Linked DNA regions of Sus scrofa: regions 1, 2 and 3 are each linked to region 4. The links are chromatin contacts, called in public HiChIP or PLAC-seq maps. All regions are on one chromosome and are shown on one strand. Each heading gives the region's core, a stretch centred on a gene start, on an enhancer-like site or on the middle of the called end of the contact. The rest is flanking DNA. Distances are from core to core; before and after follow the strand shown.

What was found. HiChIP or PLAC-seq counts read pairs in DNA pulled down with a chosen protein or histone mark.
Region 1: a contact with region 4 is called in an H3K27ac HiChIP or PLAC-seq map of alveolar macrophages. The contact joins the promoter of OLIG2 here to the promoter of IFNAR2 in region 4. A contact is called at or near these places in 1 of 47 Hi-C or Micro-C datasets (epiblast stem cells) and 1 of 2 datasets of contacts at active chromatin or transcription factors (alveolar macrophages).
Region 2: an H3K27ac HiChIP or PLAC-seq map of alveolar macrophages shows a contact between it and region 4. The contact joins the promoter of IFNGR2 here to the promoter of IFNAR2 in region 4. A contact is called at or near these places in 2 of 5 promoter capture datasets (fetal liver and liver) and 2 of 2 datasets of contacts at active chromatin or transcription factors (alveolar macrophages and skeletal muscle).
Region 3: an H3K27ac HiChIP or PLAC-seq map of alveolar macrophages shows a contact between it and region 4. The contact joins the enhancer-like site here to the promoter of IFNAR2 in region 4. A contact is called at or near these places in 11 of 47 Hi-C or Micro-C datasets (alveolar macrophages, blood, brain and 5 more) and 2 of 2 datasets of contacts at active chromatin or transcription factors (alveolar macrophages and skeletal muscle).

What each region holds. Positions count from the first base shown.
Region 1 is chr13:196,593,592-196,598,096 of Sscrofa11.1, reverse strand. OLIG2 (oligodendrocyte transcription factor 2) reads right to left here and starts at 1,259. Exons shown (of 2, transcript XM_003358929.4): 1 at 1-1,259.
Region 2 is chr13:197,004,797-197,009,307 of Sscrofa11.1, reverse strand. It overlaps IFNGR2 (interferon gamma receptor 2 (interferon gamma transducer 1)), which reads right to left and starts at 2,005. Exons shown (of 7, transcript NM_001111258.1): 1 at 1,786-2,005. The coding sequence starts at 1,870.
Region 3 is chr13:196,942,374-196,947,315 of Sscrofa11.1, reverse strand. IFNAR1 (interferon (alpha, beta and omega) receptor 1) reads right to left here. Exons shown (of 11, transcript NM_213772.1): 7 at 3,914-4,113; 8 at 3,630-3,787; 9 at 1,408-1,558; 10 at 21-166. Among named protein-coding and RNA genes, the nearest start is that of IFNAR1, 19 kb to the right of the region's middle. Within about 2 kb of position 2,470, at least 2 of the 83 cell types and tissues checked have an H3K27ac peak or open chromatin away from gene starts, as enhancers often do. A contact at or near this core is called in alveolar macrophages, where this site is marked.
Region 4 is chr13:196,763,881-196,768,802 of Sscrofa11.1, reverse strand. It overlaps IFNAR2 (interferon alpha and beta receptor subunit 2), which reads right to left and starts at 2,716. Exons shown (of 10, transcript NM_001204775.2): 1 at 2,639-2,716. All of the region lies in intron 4 of LOC110256370 (40S ribosomal protein S2-like), which reads left to right.

The sequences.
Region 1 (4,505 bases), core at 10-2,509, 170 kb after region 4:
TCCCAACTCTTTATAAAGTTGACTATGGTATAGACACAGGGAAGCCGTATTTCCGCGCAGTAACCATGCTAACAACACAAGGCGAGAGTCGAACTCAGGGTTAAGCACCCCCTCACAGCATGGGAACTAGATGAGGGTATTTTTTGCACCATCTTTAAGGTGGTCAGCACGCCCTGGGGTAGGGGAGCCAGGCTGGTTTATCTGCCCAAAAAAAGGCGCAAGCTTGGGTAAAGACCTCCACACCCGCAGGCCAGAGGGCGAGATCTGACCACTCGCTGCAGCATTTACCAATCGCTGCCTGGCTCTCAAACCCGGAACACCTTGACCACGAAGAATTAAACCCGGTCTAGAGAAGCGACCAGCTGAGGTGGATCCGTGGTGCTAATGCCCCCACCCATTTTAAAGATGGGAAAATCGGGCAGCAAGCCTACCAGGGGAAAAATGCTGACCAGTTTGCCGCTCAGCCTTGCCTGGACTGCAGATGGGAGAGTTGGCGGTTCCTTTATAACAGAGGCAGCTGACATCTCCCTGACCTCTAAGATTTTCCCTATTTGTTTGCTTCTCCGGTTTCTGGATCCTAGCCCTTTATACTGCAGACACACAAACGGGTCCCATTTCTCCCTCTCAGGGACTGTTACTGTCCTCACGTTACCTCCGTTGTTTGGGAACTTTTAATTTGTATGCAGGGCTTTTAAAAACCAGGCAAATTTAGCAAGCAATTCGCCTTCAAGTAGCAAAGTTACAAAATAAACAAACACAGAAAAGAAACCGGCGTTATTGCTCTCACTTCCTGGATAAGCCTTCCAGCCCCATCTACACCAGGAAACCCAGCAGACTCTCCCCTTTGCCCCAGTCTCATGCCTTCTGGGGCTTTATTTTTCAACCCGCGTGTTTCCCAGCTGGCTCTGCAGCCATCCGTTAAATATGTGTTTAAAACATGAAGAACTGAAGCGTGGAGATGTGTCGTCCAACGGTTACAGAAGATGACCCACAACCGTTCAATTAGGCGAATCTGTCACTTGGAAGAACGCCGGGAGCGGGGGTGGGGAGCAGGAAGAGCTCGGGTATTTGAGGATCATTCCTTTGGGCTTTCCGGGCCACTGGCAGTGAGGACATTCGTGGGGGTGTGAGCTGTGAGCATCAGCCGGGCTGTGGACTTGCGAGCACGCCTGTGTGTCTAATAAACACCAGCAGGCGCAATGCGTGCGCGCCTGGGTCGCGGCCGCCGAGGTTAGACCAGCGGGCGGCACGTGTCCCGTAGCCCCGGTTCCTTCTTTTGCTGCTTGCCACGGGCGACTGTCCGGCGTCCAGCGGTCTGCGAGGGTGCGCGGTTCTTTACGCGCTTGCAGCAGAGACTGGAGTCAGAAGCAGGGTCGAAGATTGACGGGCCCCTTCAGGCACGGCGCGAGTTTAGAGCCTGGGAAGGCAGAGTCCGGAAGCAGGAGAGCTGGCTAACTTGCCAAGTTCCTGCGTGGACGCCCATCAGGACGCTGCGGGTCCCAGCTCCGTGCCACCGAGCCGAGGCGCTGGTGGCCGTTCGCGGGCAGCGCAGCGGCACCTCGCGGTCCTCACTCCCCGCTCCCGGAGCTCAGGCTGGCAGCTCAAAGCTGCGGGCCCTTTCTCCGGGAGTGTCCTTCTCCAACATCCTCCCGTCATCGGAGTTGCTCCGGAGGAGGTGGGAGTGGTGTGTGTCCCCTGGGTTTCTTTAGCCCAGGGACAAGTTGGTCGCTGTACACTTCTCGCGGCGTCTCAGACTCCTCCTACCCCCTCCAGGAATAATCGGGAACTGGAGCTTGGCCACTGGCGCTTGCCCTCAGGTGGGTCCTAGAGGCATCCTGGCACTTGTCCAGGCCTTGCGCCCGGCGCCTGGTGTGCGCGCCCTGGGAGTGTCCCCTGCACCACGGTTCCCACCCGCGCGCGCGCGCGCTGCTGGGCCACATCCTCTTCCCGCGAAATTGAGTGCTCACTCGCCGAGGCTAATGGGCTCGGCCCCGGGAGTTCCTGGCTGGCCCAGACGTCCTGGAGCTGCCGGCCTCCTCCGTCAAAACGGAAGACGTGTTTTTCCCTCTTCTTTGTGTTTCCCTCCCACAAAAGGCCGGGTGCGTGTCGGGGCCGGCCTTTGCTCAGCCGCCTGGCAGCCCGGGTGGAGCTTGTGCCAAACCGGCCGGGGAGGGCTTGCGCGGGGCTCCAAAGGCTCAGACCTCCCACTGTTTCCCGGGTTCCTCCCGGGCCTTTCTTTCCCATTCGGGTCTTTCCCATCTCCGAGTTCCTGCGCACATTCAGGCAGAGTCTCGGCCCGGCTGCCAAGGAGAGCGGCGTCCTTGCGCAGGGCGGGCCGGGGCTGGCAGTGGGGAGGCGAGGCTCCCGGAAAGAAAAGAAAAAAGCATTTCGGCCAGCGCTCCCGATCCGGAAACCAGAGGGAATGCCGAGTGCCAGCGTTTGGCGCCCAAATGTGAGCTATAAGACCTCTTGGAAAGCAGAACTCTGCAAACAAATACTTTCTGTCGTCCTTGGGAGAGACTCGCCTTCCAGAGTCTACCAGGGCCATCCCTGCCTCCCTCCGTGGCACCTAGCACAGTGGAGGGTGCTCGGTAAATACTTTGGAAGGCACACACCTGCAAATGTACACACGGGCTGGTGTGAAACCCAATCGGTAAAGTTCTTGTAAATGTGGTCCCGGGTGTGTGTGTGTGTGTGTGTGTGTGTGTGTGTGTGTGTGTGTGTGTATTTCTTTGGTTTACACAATAAACCAAGAGGTCTGTAATCTAGATTGCTGTCCTTATGGGGGCTTTTAGAATGACAGGGGAAGTGACTGCCCCCTAATGACCACTTGGAGGTGGCCTAAGCTGTGCCAGGCACTTGGTCTTGACAGATTTCATCTCACTTAACAGCTCACTGGCAGTAGCAGCGAGATATTAGTTCTTCCCATTTTCCAGGTGGCAGACTTGATGCTCAGAGGGGCGTGGGCATTTGTTCAAGGTCCTCTGAGCAGAGGGGCGGGTCCAGGAGAGGCAGCATCTCGATGGAAGTTGCCGAGGGGTGGGCACCAGAAACTTAGGGATCTCAGGTCGGGTTGTCTACTTTCAGTCTCAGATTCTTGTTCCTAAAAGGGGCTTCTGGAAACTCCCTGTGGCCTCTAATGTGTGTGCGCTGTGAGATTTGAGAAGGTGAGAAGGTTGAATAACATCCTCCCTTTGTAATTTTTCCATCCTGTGAATAAAACTCCAGCTGTTTGGATGACTGTGAGGCTTTGAGAACAGAGGACCCCCTGCCCTGGCCTGGCTCAGGCTTGGGTGTCCACAGAGGGTGGGCCTGGGGAGAATTCCAGAAGAATGTCCGGGAGCTTGAGCTGAGTGCTGTACCCTGGAAGCTAGAGGGAAACAACAAACAAAAAAGCACCCAAACAAACCCCCAAACCCATAGCCCCTTCCCTTCAGTCAATCCCTCTATCTGGATCACCCCCCTCCATCAAGCCCACGACTGTCCCCTGCTCCTAAGCATCCCTGCCATTGCAGTTAACATGCCCCCCAAGGTTGCAGTGGAACGACCTTGGGATGGGCCTGCCAGTGACCTGAAACTAACTTTTATAGACCTCAGTTTACAAACCATTATCTCACCAATAGCCCTTTTTTGTTAAGAGGAAGGCCTGTTGTTCCCATTTTACAGATGAAGCTACTGAAGACCGAAGGTTCCCTGGGCTGAGTTCAACCTCCAGCTCATTGAACCCTAAGTCCCAGGGGCCTGGGTGGCTTAGTCTTACACCTCTGCTCACTCTCTTCCCCCATTCTTGAGGTCCCTACACTCTCCCCTCCAATGAGATTAACCCATGGGATAAGGGTGCACAGAGTGATGAATCCAGAAGTGTATCCTGAGGTGGGGTGGGCTCCATTGGGGTATAGGGTGGAGCAGACACAGGGGACCAGAAAGCCCCCAAACCTTTCTGGGGCTAAGACCTTCCAGAAGGGGACACAGCTTCTGAGCTGGGGAGAGTTTCTTCCAGGCTGCAGGTGACACACATCTGCACCACCAGTTTCTGGAGATGGGTCTTGTGTGTGCTGCCTGAATCAGGGACAGCTTAGGAGCGGATGTGCTGGGAAGCTGCCTGCAAGGAGGGCGAGGAGCCTCTCACCTCCGTGATTACCTGTCACTCTGCTCCAAGCAGATGGCTCGCCTTGCGATATTGGAAAATACAGCAGCATGACGTCACCCCATCACCTTCAGGATCAAGTCTAGAGCCTTAACTCCAACTGCAGAGTCTGGACCTGACCTCTGCCGGCTGCTCATCCTCTCTCCCTCCTTCTCATCCTTTCTCAGAGCACCTGGTGGGCTCTGCACTACCCCAGCTTCTTCCTGTGCCTCTCCACCTCCCCCCTTCCTCCCATCCAGCCCTGTCCTTCACCAGGAGCCTTTCAAGGGATCACCCTCTTCTTGAGCTTCCGTGGTACCCCGAGCGCTTTCCAGCCTGCTCTGTTAGGAGGGTCTGGCTCCCTCCCTGCAGGGGTGGT
Region 2 (4,511 bases), core at 756-3,255, 240 kb before region 4:
GTGCCACAAGGCGAACTCCAAAAAACAATTACATGATTATTGAAGGACACCCGCAAATTATGTAAGTGTCTGGAAAATGTTCTACCACCTGTTTACTACAAATCATTGTTAGTATTTTCACTTTGTGTTTTGACTCACAAAGAGTTTCTCTTAAATAGACCCTAGCTTTTAATTGTTTATTGTGCAAAATTTCAGAGAGTCACAGAAACAGATTTGTAAAATGGTGCTGCTTTGCAAAGGGTCTAGGGTGAAGAATGGGTATATTTCGCACAGACCTGAACCTTTGCAGAATACAATAAAGGAGAATCTCTAGAAAGATGGACCCGCCCGTGGGTGTTGCAGCAATATCAAACTGCAAAGTTTCTAAATACTTCTCTCAAACTCTGGACTCATGGCAGACAAGTCACAAACAAGTTCATAGACTCATCAAGAGTAGCGCTAGTATAAAGTGCCACCATCTGCCCATCACCCAGCCTGGGCAATTACCTACGTTTTACCAATGTGAGGGAGGCTCAGGGAGGGGGCAGAGTCAGAATCCAAACCCACCTGTCCAACTCCCTGGGGAAGCAGCCATTTCCCCGCAAGCGAGCGCATATCCTCCTATGCAAGGCTCCCCTTAAGGAAGAGCTACGGTATTTAAGGGCTTTTGCGAGGGATGCTGGAGAAGAAACCAACCCAAAAACACTCTGAGATTTCAAGGGGGAGGAAACCTCTAAATTCCTGAGACTTTTAAAAGAGTTACCCAATTTATGCCATCAGCCTCTCCAGCAGAAAGAACCCAGCAAAACATAGGTGTGAACAGAGAAAATGTTTTTCTTCATCCATCTTTGTCTGCCCTCCCTTCCTCCGTCCTTCCCTTCCTTCCTTTCATTCTCTCTTTTCCTAGTTTTTCTATTTGGCTCATAAGGACCGTCAGTCAGGGTCAGAGGTGAGCAGGAGGCTGAGCTCAGGTAAAGGGCTGTCCAACTGGACACGGAGCTGGAATGAAAAGTCTGGTTCACCTGACCCTCTACTGGCAACCTGACCTTTCTGCATCCTGCCCTGAGTACTGCCCCCCATCTATCCCATCCCTGGGGCGGGTAGCAGGCGGGGGGGACTGACCGCTATCAAACACACTGGGCCGCAGTTAAAACTGAGCTAGGGTCACAACCTCCTAGACGGAGGTCCCTTGCGGGTGGCTGGGCTCCGCGGCACGAAGCTGGAAGGCAGGCAGGCCTGGGACCTGCTTCCAGCTCCTGCCACCGGGGCCAGGCAGGGCTCCGTTCAGGCGGATCGGGAAAAATCTGTGGCCGGCAGAGGCGGCCTTTTCTCGAGCCCTGGCTTTGACTTTGCCTCTGTTTATTTTGAGAAGTTCGGAGGTCGGCCGCGTTCGTTGTAGGGTGCGGCGGCGCGGAGGTGGGAGAGAAGGAGCCCCTGTGTGCTCAGACTCGTGCGGCGGCAGCTTGAGCGCTTCCTTCCTGGGAGCGATGTCCAGGGCGCTGGCGGTCCCACGGCTCCTCTCGCTGCGCCAGGTCCCGGCCCCGGGGACTGCTCGGAATTCCCCCACCACCCGACACGCGATTCGGGCTCCCGCGGACCCCGCCCAGCAGACTCTCGACCCATCGAGGCTCCCCGCAGGCCCTCGACCGATCCAGGCTCCCCGCCGACCCCACCCGCTAAGGACACCCCGTTTCCTCCGGACCGATCGGCTCCCCGTGGATTCCCCCACCTGCTCCGGGCTCCCCGCGGACTCCCACCCATGCGACGACGCCTCCGTGCGGCCTCGGGGGCCCGGGTTCCGCTTACCTGCCGGGGACGCCGCGGCGCCGCATCTGCCGAACAGCAGCAGCGGTGGCAGCACCAGCGGCAGCAGAACGAGCAGCGGCCGCATGGCCCGGGGCTCCGGGCGCCGCAGGAGCGGCGGCGGCGGCGGCTCTGGGCGCGGCCCGGCCCCGGCACGGGGTCGCCCGGGCGCTCACGTCGCCGCCTCGGCGGCCATGGCGAGCGCTGGGCGCGCGGGGCCCGCCTCTTCCCGAGCAGCTGCGGGGGTGGCGTGTCCCGAGCGGCCAGGGAACCCCGCTCGGCAGCCGAGCCCGAGCCGGCCCCTCCCGGCGCCCGTGCCCCGCCCCGCGCCGCGCCGAGAAGCCGCCGCGCTCCCGCGCCCCGCCCGCTGCGGGGACTTTCCCGGGGCCCCCCAGCCCCGCCGCCGCCGCCCCCGGGAACCACGGCCCGGGGGGGTTCCGCGCGGCCCTGGCGCAGCCTTTGCAGACACCGGAGCCGGGGCCCCACCGAGGCCGGCCGGCCCGGGCCTGGCACAGGAGTGGGGTGGAGAGGGAACCCTGCCAGATGCCACTTTCGGGGGCTTGCGATGCTGCCGGCAAGACCCCTCGAGACCCGAGGTCGCAGGTGGGTCTGGAGCGGAGCATCCCCCGCCCCCGGCCCCTCTTCTCCCGCTGATTCCTGCGGTTGTGCCATTCGAGCATTCCTGCCTGAAGTGTAAACTTTTGCTTATTAGTCTCTCAAGTACATATTCAGCTTTTAACCCCTTTTTGAAAATAGGTTTTAAGGGGCTGGTTGGTCGAAAGGGTCGGGGTGAAGGAAGGGGCGGGGCTTTGGGGGATAATGGGCGCAGTGAGATGGGGGAGAGAAAAAGCCCCACATTTCATAATGGTTTGTGGGTTTTGGCCCTAGTTCAGACTGTGATGAGTATGAGGAAGTAACCTCAGGAGTTGGGGGATGTCGGGGGTGCGGGGAAGGCCAGCTCTTAGAGTCTGAGTCTGCGCCGCCCTTTGCCATTTGATGCCAGAAAGGATTTGAGATCCAGAACTACCCGGAATTCTTACCACCCCCCCCACCCCGCCCCCGGCCCCGGTGCACTTCAGGCTCCCTGCTGGCTCCCATCTACTGCCGGCCCCCCGCGGACCCCTCAGACTTTCAAGGGTCTATCTTTTCTCCCCAAATGAGCCCTAACCCCACTCAGCAGGGAAAGAGCAGGCAAAAAAGGGAAGGAGTTGCGGGGCGGGGGGGCGGCGAGACCAAGAGTGAAAGAAGAGGTTGTTGGACCCATGGAGGGCAGAAATGGGTGTGTGTGGCTGCTGGGCTCCTTGGGAACATAATGTTTGGCATCTTCAAGCTTTGGGACTTTTTGCATTTTCTTTCCTTACTGTAGAACTCTTTCGAAAGTGGCCACTGTTGTAAAAATGCGTGATCAAATGAATCTCTCGCAGTGTTTGAATGATGCTTTGAGTGAGTTTTTCAAGACAAAGACGAGTTTATATACGTGAAGGGAAAAGAGCAGGACATAAGTCAGAATCCTTCCAAAAGTGACTCACTGAAAATGACTGGCGGATGGAGATCCGGTGGTGGCTCAGCGAGTTAAGGACCCGAGTCTGTCTCCGTGAGGATGCGCATTGGATCCCCGGCTTCGCTCAGTGGGGTTAAGGATCTGGCCTTGTGGCAAGCCGCTGTCAAAGATTCGGCTGCAACTCTAGCTCAACTCCACCCCTAGCCCAGGAACTTGCAGGGAACTTCCATATGTCACAGGTAGGGCCTTAAAAAAAAAAAAAAAAATAGAAAAGAAAAGAAAAAGGAAAAAGAAAGAAAGAAAATGACTGGAGGAGCTGAGTCGAAACACTGATATGAAATGGGTATGGAATTATGAAGGTTAACCATTTGGGGTTTTATTTAATGCTTTTCTGTTTTTTCTCCAATGGGCAAATTTCACTTTTACAATCGGGAAAAACAAATTCAAGTTAAAGACAGGTGGAGTTCCTCTGTGGCTCAGCAGGTAAGGACCCAGCCTTGTCACCCCTGTGGCATGGATTTGATCCTTGGCCCGGGAACTTCCACATGCCATGAGCATGGCCAAAAAGACAAAAGGGGGCAAAAAAGAAAAGAAAGAAAAAAAGAAAAGGACACTTGTGCATGTGTCTCAGCCCAGGCCAGGGATGGCTTGTGAGCTCCCTTGCTGTAGCGTTCTCAGGGACAGTGACAATGAACCCTGTGGTCTTTGAGGGGTACATGAAAACCTGCAGAGCTGTTCTCTGCTGGAGAACCTCCTTCCAGAGCTCTTTCCTGCGAAAACGTGGAGGGTTTCTGTTTCCCTTCCAGTTCCTGGCAGAGTGCTAAAAGGATCCTGCCCAGCTCGCTACTCAGATGGGCATCCTGGTCACCTCAAGCCCATAATATCCCCAGACAAGTAACCAGCCCCTGCCTCCAAGGCAGCTCACTGAAAAAGGTCAGTTTTCAGTGGCTGGTCTTTCCACTTCCTGTTTCTCTTGGCTGAAGACTTTGAAGGCAGGGTGGGTAACTCTGACTTCCATGGAATCCTCTGTCCGAAGAGCCAGAAAGCCCATCTCGTTGGCGTTTCTTGTGAAGGATGTCTCATGTCCACTGCCCTTTGTCTGGTTCCGTCTGTCCCCCCTCCCGCCTCCAGCATCATGCATTGTCTCAGTTTATTGCATATAACTTTTTTTTTGCATACAGCCCATGTGAGTTGATTCGCCTCTGCAGCTCCTCCCCTTTGGAGGCAC
Region 3 (4,942 bases), core at 1,221-3,720, 180 kb before region 4:
GATAAAGCAAAGTAACGAACCTCATCTATAGTGGAAGGAGGTTTACTTGATGGGAAGAACACATAATTGATACATCGCGAGACGACTTTCACACCATAAAAAACAGCAGGGAACAAAAGTATCGCCGAGAGAATTCCAGCTATAAGCCAGGCTTGGGAAGTGCTTCCTAAAAACAAACAAACGGTGTTTAGCATCAATATAGGTGCTTTTTTTTTTTTGCTTTTTAGGGCTGCATCTGTGGCATACAGAAGTTTCCAGGCTAGGGGTCAAATCGGAGCTGTAGCTGCCAGCCTACACCACAGCCACAGCCACAGCAATACAGGATCCGAGCTGTGTCTGTGACCTACACCACAGCTCACGGCAATGCCAGATCCTCAAACCCACTGAGCGAGGCCAGGGATTGAACCTGCATCCTCATGCATCCAGGTCAGGTTCGTTAACCACTGAGCCATGAAGGGAGCTCCCTCAGTATAAGTTCTGACACACACATCCCTGAAGAAGGCTGACAGTTTTTGTGAACGAAATATAGCCATGCGAAAGGAAAGAGACATAAAATACTGCCCTTAGAAACACTGCTGGAAGCACTGAACATACAAAAGCGGTGAGCAATAGCACTGGCATTTAAAGAGTGGCCTGGGAAGTGAAATAAGACACCCTCCCCGAAGGATTTGATACTGATGGGGAGCTCTGCCCATGCAAAGTGTCCACCAGTGCCTCGGTCACACCCAGCCAGCACAGCTTCCAACACTCTGAGACTGAGCGTTCCAAGTCAACACGAGGCACCGTCACATACAGAGCAGGTCTAAACCCTTCTCACACACCAAAACCCACAACTGGACTAATTAAGGGATTTCCACATGACGATTACATTAGGGATTATATGAAAATTATCATTATCATTAGCTTTTTGTGTGTGTCTTTTTGCCTTTTCAAGGGCTGCTCCCGTGGCATATAGAGGTTCCCAGGCTAGGGGTCCAATTGGAGTTGTAGCTGTAGGCCTACACCAGGGCCACAGCAACTCGGGATCCGAGCCTCGTCTGCGACCTACGCCACAGCTCGTGGCAACACCGGATCCTCAACCCACTGAGTGAGACCAGGGATCGAACCTGCAACCTCACGGTTCCCAGTCGGATTCGTTAACCACTGGGCCACGACGGGACCTCCATCATTAACTATTTTAATGAAAGACCATCATGTGGATATGCGTGAAATATAGAGCGTGCAAGAACCACTGAACGAAGGTATCGAAAATATTTTCTAAAACGATCGACAGCCTTGGCGCAAAGGTCCACTTTTGACACACAGCTCACAGAGAAGATATTCTATTTTTATGGTAAAAAGGAAGTATTTCACAATTTTATTGTTTCATTACACGAAAAAAGAAAAGATACGACAAGAGGCTCTGACCTGGTTTGGTTTTCTCGCACACAGTGTCACTAAAAACACTGCTTCTATTCCACCTGTCATTCTCGATGAGTGCTCTGGCTTTGACACAATACACAGTCAGTGGTTTCAAGTTAGAGAAAGTAAAATCCGTTCTCTTCTCTAGAACGTCTCTCTATAAAAAAATAAGTCATTGAGAACGTTTAGTACCTGTGAAATCATATAGCGAGTATTTATTTTCTGAATTCTCTTTTTTTTTTTTTTTTTTGAAGGGGTGCACCCGTACACATGGAGGTTCCCAGGCTAAGGGTCTCAGTGGAGCTGCAGCTGCCGGCCTACACCACAGCCCCAGCCACGCCGATCCTCAACCCACTGAGCGAGGCCAGGGATCGAACCTACAACCTCATGGTTCCTGTTGGATTTGTTTCCACTGTACCATGACGGGGAATTCCCAATTTTCTGAATTCTTTAAATAGTCAATCTGAGATTGGCCTCTCCCAAATGCTTAGTTGCTATATGTTTAAGACATAGAAATTTTTTTGGACAACACGATAACCAAACTTAAAAGTTAAAAATGCTGGGAGTTCCCATCGTGGCGCAGTGGTTAACAAATCCAACTAGGAACCATGAGGTTGCGGGTTCGGTCCCTGCCCTTGCTCAGTGGGTTAACGATCCGGCGTTGCCGTGAGCTGTGGTGTAGGTCGCAGACGCGGCTTGGATCCCGCATTGCTGTGGCTCTGACGTAGGGCAGTGGCTACAGCTCGATTCGACCCCTAGCCTGGGAACCTCCATATGCCGCGGGAGCGGCCCAAAGAAATAGTAAAAAGACTAAAAAAAAAAAAAAGTTAAAAATGCTGGCGATCCCTTGTGGTGCAAGGATCCGGCCTTGTCACTCTAGTAGCCTGGGTCACTGCTGTGGTGAGGGTTTGATTCCCAGCCCAGGAACACCCCCATACCATGAAGATGGTAGAAAAAAAAAAGCTACTGTAAAAAAAAGAATACAGCATTTCCTAAGACAGCTTGTTTATCAGTAACACGCTCATTTGTGTGTGTTTTTTTTCTTCTTCATTTTAAGGCCACACCCACTGCATATGGAAGTTCCCAGGCTAGGGGTCAAATCAGAGCTGCAGCCACCGGCCTATGCCACAGCCACAGCATCAGAGGATCCAAGCTGCATCTGCCAACTACATCACAGCTCATGGCAATGCCAGATTCTTAACACACTGAGCGAGCCAGGGGTCGAACCTGCAACCTCATGACTCCTCATCGGATTCGTTTCTCCTGAGCCACAATGGGAACCCCTGATTTGGTTTGATTGCCATTGTATTCCCTCTGCTTAGTGGCAGAATAATTAAGAGCAGGGGTTCTGGCCTCAAACTGCCTGAATCAAAATATCATTTAGAGCTAAGAGGCTTTATGCGAGGTATTTAATTCCTCTGGGCCCTATTTCCAGGTCTGTACAATAAGGACAACTATGACTTCTTGTTTGTATTAGTCAGCTATTGCCACAATAACGTTGTGTAAGAAAACATTACAACAAAATAATGTTGGGAAATGTTGTGTAACAAAACAGCCTGCGGCTCACAACATATTTATTTTTCTCCCTGGTGAGTGTCCCAGTGGGCTGGGGAGCCCTCGCTGAGACTGTGGGTCAAGTTCAGGTCTGCTCCACAGTCTCTCCTCTGCCCTGGACCAGAGACCTGGTGCTTCCTTTCCTCTCGGCAAATGGGAGAAGCACAGAAACAAGCCACACAGGTGCACGTCACGGTCCACTGTCTACAGCCTGGCATCCGTGAAGCAGAAAGGAACACTCCATTCTACGAATTTGCAGAAGAGCAATTTAACAGATCAAACCGGCAGGGTTGTTTTAAAGAATGATTGGGACCATTCATATAAAATACTTAGCATAGTACCTGATATGCAATGAGTATTCAAACAGCCTCAGAGGGCAAGCACTTTGCCGAAGGTTACACAGCCACAGCAACGCCAGCTCCGAGCCGTGTCTGCAACCTACACCATAGCTCATGGCAACGCTGCATCCTTAAGCCACGGAACAAGGACAGGGATCAGACCCGTGTCCTCACGGACACGATGTGGGGTTCTTAACCCGCTGAGCCACAACGGGAACTCCTCACATAGCCTTCAAGTTTAAAAATTTCCCTAAAATCTTAACTTTGAGCTGTGTTTACCCAAATCACAGTTGTAACTCTGAATTACAAGCGTATACCACACAGTCTTTATGATACCTCAGTATCTGAAGTGTTTTCTCTAAAAATAACTTCATAAATTAGTGGGTAAAGCTGGTTCACAGACTTGTCCTCAGATTCTTTCGGAGCACCGATACCGACACGCAGTGAAGCATCATTTATGGGTTTCATGTTGATGACGGGAGGAAACAGGATAGCTAGGAGAAATGTGTAAAGACACAAAGTTCAAATTAGACCACCTTTTTGTTTTTAAAAAAAAAGAATTTACAGCAAATTGGAGAATTACCATGATTACCATGGAAAGATGAAAACTATCAGCTTACTTTGCATTTCAGTATTAAATCTCTTCTCTTCGGACCAAAGAGATGTGCTATTTCCATTAGATGCTTGGACACGGATGAAGAAAATTCCTTTCGTGAAAACATTTTGAGGAAAGACACAATGGGTCGTTTTGACATTTTCACAGTTTGGTATTTGTTTCCACTTGTCTGAATGGTCCTCAGGAATCTTTTTTAAAAAGGCACTTTGAAGACAAAAAAAAAAGTGAATTTTTTTTTTTTTTTTTTATTCCAAACACACTAAGTCAGTAAATATTCACTGAGTACCTATAATATGCCAGACACTCTGTGGGAGGAGCAGGTCACAGGGGTAAATAGTCCTCGCCCTCAGGAAACTCACAATACGGTGGAAGAGACATGTCACGAACGAAAACCAAGATCTTGCTCCAGGGCGTGCTAACGGAGCCGGTGTTAGAGCCGGCTGGTACCCATGCACCAAAACAATGGTACATTTTCTGGAATGCTGTCGGCTGAGTCTTAAACAGCCATTATTACAAATGAAGTTACATGAACTTCCAAATAAAGAAAGTGTATCAAAAGGAAAAGTGATAAATACTCCAACTCATCTTGTCCTAATTATTTCCCACGTTTTATGATCTCCGCTCGAGGCTAGTTCCGTCGGCTGCGTCTACTTGGCAGGAAGGCCACGTGATGATGCTTACTGTGCATCTTCCCAGCTCCGTGTCCGGTGACGTGGGCTGGGAGCATCACAGAGGCCACGGTGGGAGTATTTCTACCATGGAAACTGACAAGACACTACAGGTGAGGCTTTTGCCTTCTGGGAAGCCGCCTGTTAAAGGGGTACCGGCCCGCCCGTGGGAGCGTGCTGTAATAGAGATACAGACGCCAGTGTGACACAGAGTCACACGAGCAGGTCTAAACGGGATACGGCTGAGCCTGGAGAGGTTAGGTAAGCTGCTTGGAAACCAACAGCTCAAGGCATCTCTGTTCGAGTCTGGAACTTCAACAGCCTCCTAACTGGTCCCTTTGTCTTTAGTGCCTCCTTGGTCCGCT
Region 4 (4,922 bases), core at 1,467-3,966:
TGCCCAATAATTAAAAAAATACTTATGGCTCCACACACGGCATATGGAAATTTCACGGCCATGGACTGAATCCAAGTCACGGCTGCAATGCTGCATCCCTTTAACCCACTGTGCTGGGCAGGGGATTGAACCCACACCTCCACAAGGAACTGAGCCACAGCAGTCGGATTCTTAACCCACTGGCCACAGCAGGAACTCCCTATAAATATTTTTTGAGTAAGTGAATGGGGATCAGACACCATGAAATGAAAACACTTGGCAGCCTGTGTTCCAAATTTGGGTATTCACTCGGCTGTTCCAGACTGCTTCTATCAAGTGAGGATTTTTTTCTGCCCTTGTCCAGATAGCACCGTTTCTAGAAGCGAATGAGAAACCTGCGAGTGAAAGCATGGAGCCTCCATGACCCCGTATGATGAGAGGATCCAGCATTTGTTTTTGTTTTTTTGCCTTTTCTAGGCATATGGAGGTTCCCAGGCTAGGGATCTAATCGGGGCTGTAGCCGTCGGCCTGCACCAGAGCCACAGCAACGCAGGATCCAAGCAGCGTCTGCAACCTACACCACAGCTCAGGGCAACGTCGGATCCTTAACCCACTGAGCAATGCCAGGGATCGAACCCGCAACCTCATGGTTCCTAGTTGGATTCGTTAACCACTGAGCCACGACAGGAACTCCGAGCCAGCATTTGTAATAGGAACACCCAGGCATGTCTGGGCTGCACGGAGTGGCGAGTGTGCTCAAATCACTCTCCTTAGAAGGATAAGGAAAATTTCCATGAGCCCTAACTTGAAGCTCCATTCACTTCACCAGTCAGGAAGGACTTACTGAGAGCATCCTAGGTGCCCAGCATGAGCACAAGTGATACAGACCCTCCTTTCTGGGAGCTTACCCGCTCCTGGGGGGAAGGACAATTACACAAGTGCTTGTAATTGCGACAAGGCTGATTAGGGAGAAATACAGGGTGATGTGACAATATAAAACAGTGACTTGGAGCTGTGAGGGGCTGGGAAGGCTTACCTGTGACAGTCATCCGTCTTTTTTTTTTTTTTTCCTTTTTAGGGCCATATCTGTGGCCTATGGAAGTTTCCAGGCTAGAGGTCAAAGTGGAACCACAGCTACCAGCCTACATCACAACCAGAGCAGCACTGGATCTGAACCGAGTCTGTGACTGACACCAGAGCTCACGACAGCGCCGGATCCTTAACCCACTGAGAGAGGCCAGAGATCGAACCTGCATCCTCATGGATTCTAGTCAGGTTCTTAATCTGATGAACCACACGGGAACTCTGTGACGGTCATCTCTAAGGTGGGGTTTGGAAGGGGAGGTGGGAAGGGGTGGGGGTGTGGGGAAGCCTTGCAGGAAGATGGAAGAACTTGGGTAAATGTCTAAGGCAGAAGGCCCCAGCAGAGCAGGCTGGGAGGCGGTATGTGGGTTCTCAAGTCCAGCTGTGGGACAGCAGGTTTCACCCAGTTCCCAGGAAGATAGGTGCCCACACCGTGCCTTTCCCAGACTCACACAGAGGGGCCTTGTGGGCTGGTGTGTCCCAAAGTCTGGTGCATTCAGGGAATTGAATGCCCAATGAATGGTGAGGAGCTTAAACCTCTTTGCCAGTTTTCAGCTGCTCCATGTAGATTTCAGCTGTCCTCATTTGTACCTATTGACCTACAGGTACCGGTCTCTCCATTACTGAGAGTTAAAACCACTCTCTGTCCAGGTCCATTGACCTTGCCCCTTAGGGAGATATGGCTTATCCCCCTGCATAAAAGCTCACGTCCTCTGGATCCAACCAAGTCCCTCATTTGCAGGCATCCCATCAGAATCGCCCAAGAACTTGATGGGATGCTGTCATTACTCTGTGCCCAGCGCATAGCACATAGTAGGTGTGCAACTAAATGCATGGTTGTATGAATGAATCTGTTTCCAAAAACATGGGGACTTCCCTATGGGAACACTTCTCGCCCAGCCTGAATCGGGGTCTATGGTAGCACGCATTTAGCGCCCACTTCTCTGCACACCATCTGTAACCCGCAAAAGTGGTGTACACTCTTCATCTCTGCCGTCCCACCTCTCCGGAGCTACTTCAGCCCCTCCAAAGGCCACCAAGGACAAAATAAAGCAGAAAACAATGCCCGGAGGACCACGCTCCAGATGCTGCAGAAACAACTGTTCACACTCTCGGTCCTAGCTTATTATTTTATACATAGTGATAACTAGCTTTTTTTTCTCTTTTGTCCTTTTAGGGCCGCATCTGCAACATATGGAGATTCCCAGGCTAGGGGTCGAATCAGAGCTATTGCTGCCAGCCTACGCCAGAGCCACAGCAATGCCAGATCTGAGCCTCGTCTGTGACCTACACCACAGCTCACAGCAACGCCGGATCCTTAACCCACTGAGCGAGGCCAGGGATCAAACCCGCAACCTCCTGGTTCCTTGTCGGATTCGTTCCTTGTCGGGAACTCCTAGTTTTGATTCTCTGTTGGCTTAACCTCCTGCAGAATAGAAACTGTACGAAGAAAGCCTGGCTCCTTGGGTTAGGATGTGGGAAGAAGGCGACGAGGAGGCTAGCATGGATGATGCTGACAAAAGATAACGGATTGCTCACCTACCATCATTACCATTGGGGCTTGAGAGGGGCTTACCAGCTTCCAAGCAGGATTCGCTCAGCCACAGCCGCTGCTGTTGGGGCTTCTCTGCATAATACTCTTTCAGGGATACGTGCCTTGTAGACAGTTCTGCTTTTTTGCTCCAGTTCATCCTTGGTGGCTGCCTCTATGCTGTGACCGTCAGTCCCCAGCCCCTTCTATTTCCTCCTTTTCCACCTCGGCCTCTGAAACGCCGTGGAACTGCCCCTGCCAATTACGACTACAGGCAAAAACTGCACACCAACTATCAAGCATCTGTTCCTCAATTTCTCACTAGCTGCAACTTTGAATAACATTTCCTCTGAGTATAAGAAGATGCTCCAAACTGAGAATTTCCTTGCTTACGCAATTTTTTTTTTTTTTTCTGGTGTCTGCCTTGTGGTTTAGATGCCACATCTTAACTTCTCCTTCCTCAAAGGGTCAGTGCAACTCTGCCATCTTGTTCCATCTGGGTCTTTTTCCCATAAGCCATAAACCAAAGTTTGTGAGCATTTTTCCCGTCCCTTTCTGAGCCAGGCTCCTTCCCTGGGCGCTGTCTGAAAATAACTTCGCTACCATCTCACATAGGTCCAATCACTCCAGCTTATCTCATGTCTGTTTTCTGCATGTAGATTACAGTTTTCCCCCTAATACACCAGCAAATACTTGGTGACTGCATATTTATGTGCCAGTATTCTGTAAAGTATAATCTGGGAGACAGACTGGAAAACCTGATTTTTGTCAGCTTGTGTCACGCAAGCCTGTACGAATACAGGAAAGCGTGAGATATGCGGTGAGGGGCATTGTGCAGCGGGGCCCCCATGTCTCTCCTGAGTGATGCAGGGGAATGTGGTATTTCCAGCTACAAAGCATCCTTCTGGGCTTGGAGTTGCTCTGCCCCTTTCCCACCCAAGAAAGCCTAGGAAATTTAGGGGGTGATGGGATATTTTCAAAGGGATAATCTTAAATACTCTTTACTCTCTTTCTCAGATGAGCCATCTTTTGCAAACTGTGAGACTTAGTGACAAAACACCATATCCCCTCTAACCCATGAACCCCATCCATGCAGCTCAGGGTACTGCAGTTGAAGCTGGTTGGCAAAGATAGGGCTGTTTTCTGATCACACTTCAAAGAAAGAAATGGCGTTCTCGAACTGCCTTTGCTCGCAACTGCCGATTGCATTTGGCAGAACGAGGTTGTGCAGAGAGATAAGCCTGGAAAAGGGGCAGTTGCTGTTACATTCTTGGTTGATTGTGGCCCCTCCTAACGCAGGAAGTATGCGAGTATCTCATACTCAAGACTGGAGCCAAAGCTGTCATGTCATTTCCACACCTCTCTGAGTCTCAATTTCCTTGTGTGGAAGCATGGGCATTTTCATGCTTGCCTCTTAAGGACTGTGGTGGAAATTCAGTAGAAAGAATTTTGTGAGAGCCCTCAGCACTGTGCTGGGATTAAGTGGTTTCTTGATAAATATTTGCTGGGTGCAAAAAAAAAAAAAAAAATAATAATGGTATTTATTTAAGAGTCTGCTATGCAATTTTTCTTTCTTTCTTTTTATTTATTTATTTATGTATTTATTTTGTGTCTTTTTTGCCTTTTCTACGGCCACACCTGCGGCATATGGAGGTCCCCAGGGTAGGGGTCTAATCGGAGCTGTAGCCACCAGTCTATGCCAGAGCTACAGCAATGCGGGATCTGAGCCGTATCTGCGACCTACACCATAGCTCATGGCACTGCCAGATCCTTAACCCACTGAGCAAGGCCAGGGACCGAACCCACAACCTCATAGTTCCTAGTTGCATTTGTTAACCACTGAGCCACGATGGGAACTCCGCTATGCAATTTTTCTTGATAAAACACACGAGAGCTGCCTTGCAGGGTATCATGCTAAAATGAGAACAGGTGGAAACTGTCTTAAGGGGATAAGAAGAGGTGTGTCTATTATCATTGCTTTTTAGGCTTCAGTTCATCCAGCGTGTTTCTTGCTTGATCTCTTTCCTAGGAATTGTTCCGTGGGTGAGCTCCGTGAGCCGGGGGCTGTGATAATTAGACCAAGGTCATGTATCTGTCCCCTGTGGGCCAGTTAGCTCAGCTTGGCTCCATGTCCATACACATTGATCTTAACCCAGCTGGCAGGCTCACAAATGTGTGACCAGGTCCCCAAGGACGCCAGGGGGACGGGTTTCTGTGGATCTGGCAAATAATTCCTGCCTGCGGGAGAAGCAACTCTGCAGCCGCTCTGTTATGGTTATTGTGACCTGAAGGTGGCGCTGTTTCTCAAGGAAGAATAGTGCGTGAACTG